3 separate regions of the Zea mays genome follow, and regions 2 and 3 are each linked to region 1. The links are chromatin contacts, called in public Hi-C maps. All regions are on one chromosome and are shown on one strand. Each heading gives the region's core, a stretch centred on a gene start, on an enhancer-like site or on the middle of the called end of the contact. The rest is flanking DNA. Distances are from core to core; before and after follow the strand shown. Region 1 has its middle 130 kb from the start of LOC103637689. Region 2 holds the start of LOC100272361. Region 3 holds the start of LOC100273990.

The links. Hi-C and Micro-C count contacts between places; a contact is called where the count stands out from the background.
Region 2: a Hi-C map of bundle sheath shows a contact between it and region 1, with 4 times the contacts expected there. The contact joins the promoter of LOC100272361 here to the enhancer-like site in region 1. A contact is called at or near these places in 3 of 25 Hi-C or Micro-C datasets (bundle sheath, ear and tassel).
Region 3: a Hi-C map of endosperm shows a contact between it and region 1, with 3 times the contacts expected there. The contact joins the promoter of LOC100273990 here to the enhancer-like site in region 1. A contact is called at or near these places in 4 of 25 Hi-C or Micro-C datasets (bundle sheath, ear, endosperm and 1 more).

Annotation. Positions count from the first base shown.
Region 1 is chr1:99,328,895-99,333,078 of Zm-B73-REFERENCE-NAM-5.0, forward strand. No RefSeq gene overlaps it. Among protein-coding and RNA genes, the nearest start is that of LOC103637689, 130 kb to the left of the region's middle. Within about 2 kb of position 2,342, at least 8 of the 20 cell types and tissues checked have an H3K27ac peak or open chromatin away from gene starts, as enhancers often do. A contact at or near this core is called in bundle sheath and endosperm, where this site is marked.
Region 2 is chr1:99,725,961-99,730,144 of Zm-B73-REFERENCE-NAM-5.0, forward strand. It overlaps LOC100272361, which reads left to right and starts at 2,227. Exons shown (of 22, transcript NM_001359605.1): 1 at 2,227-2,858; 2 at 3,555-3,785; 3 at 3,882-3,969. The coding sequence starts at 2,427.
Region 3 is chr1:99,057,216-99,061,399 of Zm-B73-REFERENCE-NAM-5.0, forward strand. LOC100273990 reads left to right here and starts at 2,143. Exons shown (of 12, transcript NM_001148376.2): 1 at 2,143-2,494; 2 at 3,161-3,424; 3 at 3,500-3,665; 4 at 3,991-4,125. The coding sequence starts at 2,294. LOC100276291 reads left to right here. Exons shown (of 6, transcript NM_001150115.2): 3 at 1-51; 4 at 270-304; 5 at 652-752; 6 at 899-1,215. The coding sequence ends at 985.

The DNA.
Region 1 (4,184 bases), core at 1,092-3,591:
TATTTCTTTTTGTTTTTGGATGGTAACATGGCACATCCTGGTGGTGTGGCCCTTGTCTTCACCACAGAATAAGCAATAGATTTTCCTTGGCTGATCCCCGAATCTTCCTCCGAAGCCCCTGGCACCTCTGCCCCTTGGAGCTGGAGGCCGAGGATAACTCTGCTGCTGCCCCGAAGCCTGGGAGGAATATTGCGGCCTCTGCTGCTGGCCTCCCCTATCATCATTCTGGGTGGAATGAATCGATCTGACATGTCTGGGATGAAACCTCCCTCCGAAGCCCCTGGCTATTTCAGAGAATCTGTAAGCTTCCTCCCTTCTCTGTCGAAAGTCGTTGTCGGCGCGGATGTATTCATCCATCTTCTGAAGCAACTTCTCCAGAGTCTGAGGGGGTTTCCTGGCAAAGTACTGGGCCGAAGGTCCCGGCCGAAGCCCCTTGATCATGGCCTCAATGACAATTTCATTGGTCACAGTTGGCGCTTGTGCCCTCAGGCGTAAGAATCTTCGGACATACGCCTGAAGATATTCCTCATGATCTTGGGTGCACTGGAATAAGGCTTGAGCAGTGACCGGCTTCATTTGAAATCCTTGAAAACTGGTTATCAGCATATCCTTCAGCTTCTGCCATGATATGATTGTTCCTGGCCGAAGGGAGGAGTACCAGGTTTGTGCAACACTCTTGACTGCCATGACGAAAGATTTCGCCATGACTGCAGTATTGCCACCATATGAAGATATTGTTGCTTCGTAACTCATCAGAAACTGCTTCGGATCTGAGTGACCGTCGTACATGGGGAGTTGGGGTGGCTTGTAGGACGGAGGCCAAGGTGTAGCCTGCAGTTCTGCTGACAGAGGAGAAGCATCATCAAAAGCAAAATTTCCATGATGGAAATTCTCATTCCAGTCATCTTCGTTGAAGAAGCCCTCCTGATGAAGCTCTCTGTGCTGAGGCCTTCGGTTCTGCTCATCTTGAGTAAGATGACGAACTTCTTCAGAGGCTTCGTCTATCTGCCTTTGCAGGTCAGCTAGCCTAGCCATCTTTTCCTTCTTCCTCTGCACCTGTTGATGAAGCATCTCCATATCTCTGATCTCTTGATCCAATTCATCCTCCTGAGGCGTTGGGCTGGTGGCCTTCCTCTTCTGGCTTTGGGCCTCCCGAAGAGAGAGAGTCTCCTAGTTGGGATCCAGTGGTTGCAGAGCTACAGCCCCTGTTGCTGAAGCTTTCTTCGGCGGCATGACGAAGGTCTATGCTTGCCGAAGGTGTTCAAAACTCAAAAAGTGGAAGTGAGTTCACCGGAGGTGGGCGCCAATGTTGGGGACTTGTTCTCAAATGCTAAGAGTTAAGAACAAGGCAACATAAAAAGTGTTAAATATTAAAGTCTTTCGTCATTCAAGACATTATGTCCCTTCGGATATAATTAATTCCGGACGAAGGTTGTGAAAGAAAAAATCTTCGTAAGCACAATAAATGATAAGGAAGAATTCATATATGAAATACGAAAAATAATGTAGACATTATCATTAACTTATTTTCATTTGCATTACCATATCCAGAATAACAAATTATAAATGTACCTTCGGTTTGAGCTATCCAGAATAACAAATTATAGCTCCAGCTCCATGATTTTCTGGAGCATCTAATGATCTACTTCACTAACCTCACCAAATTTTCTGGAGCTAGAGCTATCCTAAGGTAGTGTTTGGTTGAGGAGCTAAGTAGAACGAAGCCGTTCTATCCTTGATTCTAGGAACAGAGCCGCTCTGTTCTGTGTTTGGTAATCTGGAACGGAGCGGCTCTGTTTTTTGTTTGGTTGCAGAGTGAACGGAACAGAGCGTGACTGTGAGAGCGGGATGGGAACGGAGCGGCTCCGTCCGGTTGTTTTTTTGGAGCGGAATGGTTCCGGATCTAAGGAGAATATTCCCTAATTGGAGCCATTCCGTTCTATTTACTTTGTAACCAAACAGCGACAAAACTAGAACAGAATGGCTCCGTTCTACTTGGCTCTTCAACCAAATACTACCTAAACAAGGCCTTAAACTCTCCTAAACATGCCCTTAACATAGAATGGAGCCGCTCTATCTTTATAATCTAGAATATAGTTGTTGTGTAAGTAGGCTTTGTAACCAAACACTACCTCTATACAGGCGGGACGAAAGTTAGAAAACGCTTTGGTTTAGTGGTGATGGGCCCACATACATGACGATGTCGACGTGAACAGGTGGATGCGCCACTGCTTGTCGCAACTTGCCTGCACATTCTTCTATCCAGCTGACGCGCCTTCATTCTCTGATCGCCACTTCGCCTCCTGTCACTGCCAGCGGGTCGTTCTACAACTCGTGCGAAACATGTACACCCTCTTGGAGTGGAGCACTACTTCCAGTTCCATGCACACTACTTACAACAACTGTATAACCGTTCAGCAAAAAGTGAGTATCGCCGTATCAGAGGCTGGCCCAAAGCATCGAAAATGATCAGAGCACGACAGGGACAGCGTCAGGGAGAATGTTGCTGGTTTACTTTTGGTTTGTAACCACACGATGTCACACGGCACGGCGCCGGGTGGGGTGACTAGATCGCTGGTAATATTGCTAATGAGGACGACATGCATGCATGTCGTGGACCGCCTGACACTGCAATGTAAACATTCTGCAGCTGGAAAGCGGACGTACGACGGCACAGCTTCGTCGGACGATGCCTACCTCAACGGCTGAACGAGGAACGGCGATCCGTTCTGCGACACATCGCCATCGGCCGGCGCGCGCGACGACTTTATTAGCTTCCGGATTACCCAATCTCTTGCCGACCATGTCCCACAAATCTAAAATCCTGCATATCGAACGTCTTACTTTTAAATTTCTTAAAGCTATTTCTTAAAATAATATCAGAGTAATTTTACTTCTCAAAAATAAACTGTCTAACCTCACCAATCTCTCTAATGCGACCAAACAGCAAAAACGGTGTCACTGTCATCTCGTCTCGCGTGACGGCTGCCAGCGTCGTAGGTCAGCGCCAAGCACTCATCTGCTGTGCTGGAAATATGGTCGGTTTTTTTTTCGGCTAGTACACGGCTCAAAAACAAGAGCTCAAGGTGGCCAAGCACAAGATGGTATAGGCCGAGCTAGCACGATCCGAAAATGGGTATAGGCTTAGCCTTAAATTCTAGCCTATCGGCCTTTTATCACGGTCCACACGCATGGGTCGGGCTTGGGTCGACCCATCTGGTACAGTTCGATAAAGACACGACGTGCTTTAGGACCAAACTGGATCACTGTTTCTACTCTTCTTACGCCATACGATCCAAAAGTTGTGTTATTCTGGCTTGCATATGGCTGCCATGCCATCAACTCGGGCGCCATGATCATTACGCGCCAACCTGCCTACGTCAACATGAAAAAATAGGAAATCAGGCCCGTAGATGCCCTCTTCTCTCCCTTCCTATGAACTTCCTCACCCGCTCGTGTCGTGTCGCTCACCCATGCTTCGCTAGTCGCCATCGGGCAGATCTTAGGCACTGCCTCCTTCCTCACTCCAAATTCTAACCGGGCACTGCTACTCGTCACGACCTCTGCCATTAACGATGTCTCCACCTTCTTGGGTGGTCAGAGGTGACCCTATGCTTCCCACTTTGTTGGCAAGATACTTTCTCTCTCTAATTGTTATTTTCAATGTTCATTTTCAAGTAAATACTTGGTTGGTGAGTTGACTTGTAGGAATAATTAGCCAATTTACATTATCGAAATCCGGCTTTTTGCGAGTGCCGAGTAGTCCTTTTTCTCGGCTACTCGGCAAAGAAATCTTTGTCAAGAGCCGCACTTGGCAAAATCCTACTCTCGGTAACGACCACGTTTACTGAGAGCAGGACTCTCGTCACAAAAAGACACTCGGCAAAGACCATTTTGTTGAGTGTCGAACACTCGGCGAACAGAGACGCTCGGCAAAGGGCTATCAACCACCGTCTATATCTGACGGCCATTAGCTTTGCCGAGCGCCGACCTTTGGCACTCGGCAAAGAAGGCTTCTTTGCCGAGTGTCTCCAGACTGACACTCAACAAAATATTTTTTTCTTTTTTTCTTTTCTCAACCAAACTTTGTCTACTATGTTCCTACACTATGTAGACTTACAGGTTCAATTTTGGTATAATTATAAAAGTGTTTGCTATAGCTATTAGATTTTGTTCGTTTAATT
Region 2 (4,184 bases), core at 977-3,476, 400 kb after region 1:
AAGCCGACGTGGCTTCCAGTGAGAAAATCGACCTAGTCGACTAAAGGAAGGACAATCTTTATAATAGTATTAGAACTCTTCTGTCTTAGTTGACTAGGACTATAACCGTGTGTCTACCCTAGGTAGAGGTACACCTATTTAATATAACATAAACAATAATTCAACGAAAGACTATCCAACACACAAGACATATGATATTACACTATTTAGTGGTCTAAATCTGTCTAAATTGTCGTTTCATGTTAACCATTGAATTTTGTTTTTCGTCGACACCCACCAAATCTTACCTTGAGTGACCTCATAGTAAGATTGTTGCTCATCAGACATCGACAATAGCTAGCCATTACAATCAGATCATGGCGCGACGTCCATTGTACTCTAGATACACCAGTGCCTTATGGTAGTTTGTTCTCTATAGCATGAGCTACAACCTCCCTAGTAGAATGAACCAGAGCACTTGTCCGGTGAACGCTTTAGCTTCTGGTCCAATGTACACATTGCAATTTGGTGTACCCCAACTCGCTACATTGGACACTTTCGATATCAATGTTGTCGCTATCCCTGAGATACGACACATGTCCTATTTGGTGCCTCTCTTTGGCACATACTAGACACTTGTGGTGCTATATGTCCAAAGGAGTCCTGAACCGAGCAGAGTACGTGGCATGGTTTTGATTGTGTCTTAATTGAGCATTGTAATAGGATGCTAATCAGGTGGTTTATATGTTAGCTTGGCTAGCTTTCCAAGAAAGAAAAGATTATATTTAGATCGATGAACTCCCTAACTTTATTTTACATTATCTAGTAAACAATGTAAGTATTTTCTTAAATTAATAAAGTGCAACAGTTAACTTCCTAAAAAGAACAATTGACACAAAAGAGTTTCGTTTTGGACGTCTAAGTCAAACAATCATAACTTTGGCTACCAATCTTCAAGCCACCTCCAACGTCTATCCCCACCTCTGCCCCGCCCCACATCCCATGCCATTTGGGGGGATTTGCCCTCCAATGGCTCTCTCAATATGTTAACTAGGTCTTTCCTTTGCGATTCTATTCTTGTTTAAGCTTTGTAACATAATAACAATTTGTATTATGATAGTATAAATGCTCTATGATTTTTAAAATTTCAAAAATTGATGATTTTTTTAAATAACTGAGTTATAATGTATATAGGGAGTTGAATAGGGAATGATTAGATACTGCCTTGTATGCGAGGGAGTATCATTTAGGGAACGATTGAAGATGATAATGATTAAATATGGTCTAAAAGGTTCATGTATTTTCACAAAATAAATCTAAAAATAAAATTCACAACATAGATATAAACCATATATATATTATGAAACTGTTTTTCTTAATAAATCTAAAAACATAAATATCATATTATTAATCTCTACAGCTTTTTAAAGTTAACAGTAAAAGATAAACATATTTAACTTAGAATACAACTAAGGCCCTATTTGTTTCGTTGGAATTGAATTCCATTCTAATAATTATAATTTAGACAAAACTAATTAAGTTCATATATTTATATATGTAATTTATTTGTATTTATCTTAAATCATATGAGAAAGATAATTATATACTATATTTATATTATAGAACATTTATATTATAGCGAAGCAAGTATAAGAATGTGTTATAAGTTGTACATTAGAAAAATGACATGAAAATCTATAGAATCAATTTCCATCTCTCACCCCATGAATTTGAGATAGAATTATATGATAATTTTGGAAAGTGGTGGAATATCACGTTTAAAAAAATAGCCTATTTCATTAGTAAGATTTTAATTTCTCAAAATGAAAGAAAAAACGGGACCTAATAGAAAAAGGGGAAGTATACATTAAAGTCAAATCTTGCTTAAGAAATGTCCAAGAAATTATTTTCTTGGCGTATTGTTCGAATATATACGGCGGTTAATACCACTGTGTTCGTTTTACTTTAAAACATGACATTATTTAATGATAAAAAAGGGGGGAAAAGAGAAGAAAACAACGCAAGCTCACTCGCGCTGAAGCCAATTAGGCAAACACGGAAGCCAATTGTCCTGAATGATCCCTCTCCCTACGTGGTAGTAGGGGCTGAAGCCACGAAGACAGAAGGTAAAAGTGAGATCGGAAGCAAGCAACAGCTTGGAAAACGGGCAGAAAAATAAAACGGAAAAGGAGCCAACCAAACCGATCGGTCGACCGATCAATCTCAATCGAAGCACCAGGAAAACTCGCGCAACACAAATCTCAACAATTATCCGGCTGGTGCGCCGGCGAGCACCGTCCTCCGGCGACCGGCTGGGCAGCAGCAGCAAAGGGGGATCTTGTCACGCTTCGAGATCGGTCGCCGCGCTGGGGGCGACTCACTCGCGCCACTCTTCCCCTTCCCTGCGCTGGTGGCGGAACCCTAATGCCGGCCCGAGTCTAGCCGCCATGGACTTTGCCAGCCGCCACGCCGCAGCGGAGGCGGCCACATCGGCATCCGCCGCTGCCCCCGCGGGCGTCGCCGAGGAGCCCGAGTACCTCGCCCGGTACCTCGTCGTCAAGCACTCTTGGAGGGGAAGGTACCGCCGGGTCCTTTGCATCGCCTCTTCCGGCGTCGTCACGCTCGACCCCACCACGCTCAACCTCACCAACTCCTACGATGCCCGCTCCGAGTTCGACCACGCTGAGGCTCTCACCGCCACCGACGAGTTCACGCTCGCAGTCCGCACCGATGCCCGCAGCAAGTTCAAGCCCATGCGCTTCTCGTCGCCGCTCCGCCCGGGGATCCTCACCGAACTCCACCGCCTCCGCCCGGTCCAGGCCTCCTTCGACTTCCCCGTTCTCCACCTCCGCCGACGCACCCACGAATGGTCCTCCTTCGTAAGCACACCCCCTTCCTGAATACCCGCTTCTATCAACTTCACATCCCGCTACTATCTACCGTGTTGTGCTGCCGTGAACAAAAAAAAAAAAAATAGAAATACAAGGCTGTGTTTCTTTTCTTTTTTGAAATAAACAAAGGCTTAGTTTCTGTAAGCAATTGTGCTGTACAACTCTATTCTGATCAATTGATGCTTCCATGCCCAATCTCATCTAGTACTACCCTACTTCATGATTCAACTTGTTGCATCCTTAAGATAATTCACCAGATCTCATAGCACCAGGCTACAAGTTCAAGCAGAACTATTGAAGATAATTCACATATTCACACATTCATTCTTGTTCAGTTGTTTGCGATTTTTTAACTATATGAAAAATAGTGCCACAAAATGTGCTCAAAATAACGACATGCTATGAAATACTACTCCCTCCAGTCAGATCCATATGATGTTTCAGACAGCAAGTCTGGCTTGCTTTTAACTTTAGTTTGTTGTTCGAAATGTCATATATAAGTGACTGGATGTGGTAGATGATTGTAGTGTACCAGTTCTATGGTCATTATTTAGATACCTAGCTGATTGCGGAGACCATCTTTGATAACTTATTACTCACATAATGCTGTATTGAAAGAAATACTGTTGTATTATCATCACATGATGTCTAATACTTTGGTTCTTGTATCTGAACATTCTGTAGAAATTTAAGGTCACTCCTGTGGGTGTTGAGCTCCTTGAGGCTTCTGGTGATATACGCTGGTGCTTGGACTTCAGAGATATGAATTCTCCGGCAATTGTACTCTTGGGGGATAGCTATGGGAGGAAGACTTCTGAAGGTGGAGGGTTTGTGCTATGCCCTCTTTATGGTAGGAAGTCAAAAGCTTTTATGGCTGCTTCAGGAACTACAAACACTGCAATTATATCGCATATGGTACACAATTTTGACCTTGTTCTTTTTGGTCGTTCCACTCCAGTGATACATGTTTTTTGTAGTTCTATGTAACTTCCTTTGTTGGTCATCTTTCAGACGAAAACTGCCAAATTAAAGATTGGATTATCACTATCTGTGGATAACTCACAATCAATGAAAGCGGATGACTTCATAGCAAAAAGAGGTAGACAGATCTCTAGTGATGGTGAACTTTAGATGTACTCTATTTTATTAGAGAATCTATTTAGATGTTGATAAGGATGAAGATGCTTGCTCAATACTTTTATATATCTACTTGATGTTCTCACTGCATTATCATGCCTCTAGTTTTGCCTTTCCATCCATATGTTTTGTAACTTGGCAGCTTGCAAAACACAAATGAACTGTGAGAATTAGGTA
Region 3 (4,184 bases), core at 893-3,392, 270 kb before region 1:
CAAGATAATGACATGGGCACCCAAAACGTTCTCAGAGATAACTGCTGAAAGGTAGGACTCACCCTTGAAGCTAGATTTTGGTGCAAGTTTTGTATACTCCATTATATATGATAATATGACTATTGATGCTTTGATACTTAAATGCTCTTGCAGTATGCAATTAGAGTTTGGTGCAGTATCCCTGTTACCTTTTGTTTGCCATTGTGTCGATGGTAATATTCCTGTTTGTAAGATATTTTGTGACACTTTTCCTTGCTTAAATAATGCAGTTTATCAATCTTCAAAGTTGTGCACCCTATCCCAGGTAATTTTGTCTCGGCCAATGCTCTGCTACCTTCACGCATATTGTTGTGCTAATGTCACAATCCAATGCTTTGTATGGCCCTTATTCCTTGGTTTTTATGTGGCCCACTGGAGTTTTCTGCTCCATTAGAAAGCTATAGGGCATACATGGATTTTATTGTGACAGATTTCATCTTTATGTTTATTAATTAATTGAATGGACAGTCCTTGGTTGTGGTTGATTCGCAAGCATTTTGTGATGGTGGGGGTTCAAGATCTAGTTTCCTATTCCTTTCTGTACATTTGATCGTCCTCATAGGTAGAAATATCAAAGTGATCTGCAACATTTGATATGCCATTCTTGTCCAGAGATCTTGATTCTTGGTTGTGGAAGACACATCCAGCCGGTCAGTCCTGAGCTACGAAAGTTCATTCGTTCAACTGGAATGAAGCTAGAAGCAGTCGATTCAGTATGCATTTTAATGGCCTAATCCCTCCCTTCGCACTGTTTCATCATCGCCGTTCCTCTTTCCGAAACAAAGCCTAAAAATTACAATAGGAAGGGAACCTGTGCTGTTCCTCTCTGCTTATAATACAATGCTTCCATGGTTTGCAGAGGAATGCGGCTTCAACATATAATATCCTGAACGAGGAGGGCAGGCCGGTGGCAGCTGCAGTTCTTCCTTATGGAGTCGCTTGTTAGTGTTTTTTGCCTTTTATACCAGTTTGGCAGGCGTTTTCTTGTTGGAATCGATAGCTAACTGAGCTGAAATGTCGGCATCCGTCTGGACCATCGACAATGCTGTTTTGGTGTCTAGGAAAGGCCACCCTAGGTTTTGTAGCATATTGTTCCCTTTGTAATCGCGGGCTAACAGAAGTCACGCAGTGTACACTACATGGAATCGAAATAAGAATGATGGTCCCTGTCATAGTACTTTGTTTCGTTTGCGCTGTTCTTGGAAATCCTGTATCATGCCCAAACTGAAGTTGTCTTTCTTCCAGCTTTTCTACTACTTCCTCTAGCAAGCACAGCTGGCAGCTGCACCTGCACATACGGTGTTTTGGTTGCCGAGGATATGCATGCACTTGTCGCTCTCACACTCTGCGACGTTTATGTAGTTCTGTTTGCTCGTCCTTAGGAGAAACAGCCCATTTAATGGCCCAGACGACGAAGATTCGTCCGTCAGCTTGGGGGCAGACATGTCTAAGGCATCTTCAATGGCTAGCTATTTCGCTAACTAGTCTTTTTTCTATATGGAAAGAAAATATAGAAAAACCGAGAATAGCTAGTGATCAGCAAATAGATAGAAGATGAGATAAATTATTATTTTTATTTTTCTCTCAGCTCTACATAGCTATTTGAGACATTATAGAGACGCTAAGGAGTGACGTGACGGGATCCTAATTCCTAGCGGCATAGCACTACTGCATCAGAGACACACGGCGGCGCCTGGGCGAAGAAAGCATGGCTTTGCCTTGTCTCCTCGACGCAATCGTCTAACAGCAATGTCCCCGCCTCGCGATCTCCGCCCTTGTTGCCAGCTCCACATGTCAGTCAGCGCCCCGGTCGAGAAAAAAAAAACAGAGAGATATACAAGTACTCCGTGTTGGCATGCGGAACAATAAGATCATCGACAGCCACTGACGTTTGGGCCCAAACAGAACAACGGCCCACCGGTTTGTGCCAGCCTGCCAGTGCCAGTTTAGCAGGGCCTTCCAACCTCCGGTTCTCTCGGGCGTTGGAACCGAGGATTGGAGGCATCGTGTGGACCGCGCCGTGCACACCTGGCGCGTGGGCCCGCCTCCTCCATCTCCCCCTGCGGCGTAATAAGAAGCGGCCCACGGCCACCGCCACGCCTTGTCGGAATATCATACGAAAACCCTCGCGGCGAGGAGCGCTCTCCGTCCCACACACGCGCGCCGCAGCCTCCGCAGTCCGCACCTGCCTCCACGACTTGTCGTGCTCGTGCGCTACTCTCCTCGAGCGCGGCGCGGAGCACGGGGACATCAAATGGCGGCAGCGGCGGAGATCGGTGGTTTCGCGGCGGCGAGAGTGGCGGTGGCGACGCTCAGGCCGGCTGCGCACCCAGCCCCGGCGGCGGCACCGCAGCAGCCTAGGAGGGCGGTGGCGGCGCAGTCGCTGCGGACGACCGCCACCGAGGCGCTGACGGCGGATCTCGCCGGCACGACCAACGGCGCTGTGCATGCTCGGGTGAGTGCCATCCTTAAGCCCGTCTGATTTCGCCCTGCACGCTCGACTGCTTGGCGGTATCACTGTACAGCTACTTTCCATTTCTGTGCGCGTCTGTGCTCCTCTGCGAACCACCGAGACTCTGCTTGCTGATTTGGTTCGCAGAGGAGATTAGTTTCAGGTTTTGCTTCGTTCAGTTCAGCCTTGCATCGGATTAGTCCCTGCGCGCATGTATTGTGTTTGGCGATTGGATCCCAAGCGTTGTTATTCGCAGTTGATGATCGTAGTCTAGTTGTTGCTGCGAGCTCGTTAGTACACAAAGGTCGGTCGGCTGATCCCAAGGTGCAGGCTCAGATATTTGATGATTCATTTCAATGGTGAATAAAACTACAGGAATAGCATTGCATTTACAGATGTTTGCGCATTTCCAGGACATTTTATCCAGATACTCCTTTTACTTGATCTGATTTAGTGCTCGTTTTGGCTCCATGATGTTCAGTACGACAGTACCTGATGCTATTTCTATCGCCATCTGAAGTTTGTAACCAATATTTAGCTTATTTAGACTTTTTAGTAACACAAATAACTTTTGAGTACGAATGATTCAGATACTTAATCACTTAAGTGGCTACTTCATGTGATGACGAAGTACTTTATGTGGTAACGATTGTACCATTTCTGATGCAGATGAATAGTAAGGCTACAAGTGAAATCACTTCACAGGCAGTTACTGCAAATTCTAGGAGAAAGACAAAGATAGTCTGCACCATAGGTCCCTCAACCAACACTCGTGAGATGATTTGGAAGCTTGCAGAGACTGGAATGAATGTAGCACGCCTTAATATGTCCCATGGTGACCACCAGTCGCACCAGAAGGTTATTGATTTGGTCAAGGAGTACAATGCACAGAACACTGATGGCAATGTTATTGCCATTATGCTGGACACAAAGGTATATCTCAGCTGCATACATCAAAACTAATTCTACAACAACTTAAATTCTTATGACTGAGTTTGATGGATGCAGGGTCCTGAAGTTAGAAGTGGGGATGTTCCAGAGCCAATCATGCTCAAGGAAGGTCAAGAGTTCAACTTCACGATTAAAAGAGGGGTGAGCACTGAAGACACTGTCAGCGTGAACTATGATGACTTCATAAATGATGTTGAAGCTGGCGACATACTATTAGTGGATGGTGAGCTAAACTCTCAATTGCCATATTCTACTTTGAATGCGTGTAGATGATTATTTACTTGTTGAAGCTAGTTCGTGTTCATGCTGTGACAGCTGGTTTGTATTGAAGTTATCCCTACAATCATGTTTCTTCTGCAATCTAACTTATTTCATTTGATTAAATATTCTGATTATGTTGATTTTGTGTTACTATGATCCTGTAATGGATATTGTCGGGTTCTTTTGTTGCCTTCTTCCATAAACTGATTCACTTGTTTGCAATTGAACATTATATATGATATTATGTTTCATACACCGATTCTTCATTGTACTGTTGTGTGCTACAGGAGGAATGATGTCGCTTGCTGTGAAGTCTAAAACAACCGATACAGTCAAGTGTAAAGTAGTTGATGGTGGGGAATTGAAATCACGGCGCCACCTAAATGTCCGTGGAAAGAGTGCTACTTTGCCATCTATCACTGGTTAGTTGATCCCCTGACCAGTCTAGCTGCCATTTAGTTGCATCCAACATCCTAACGTG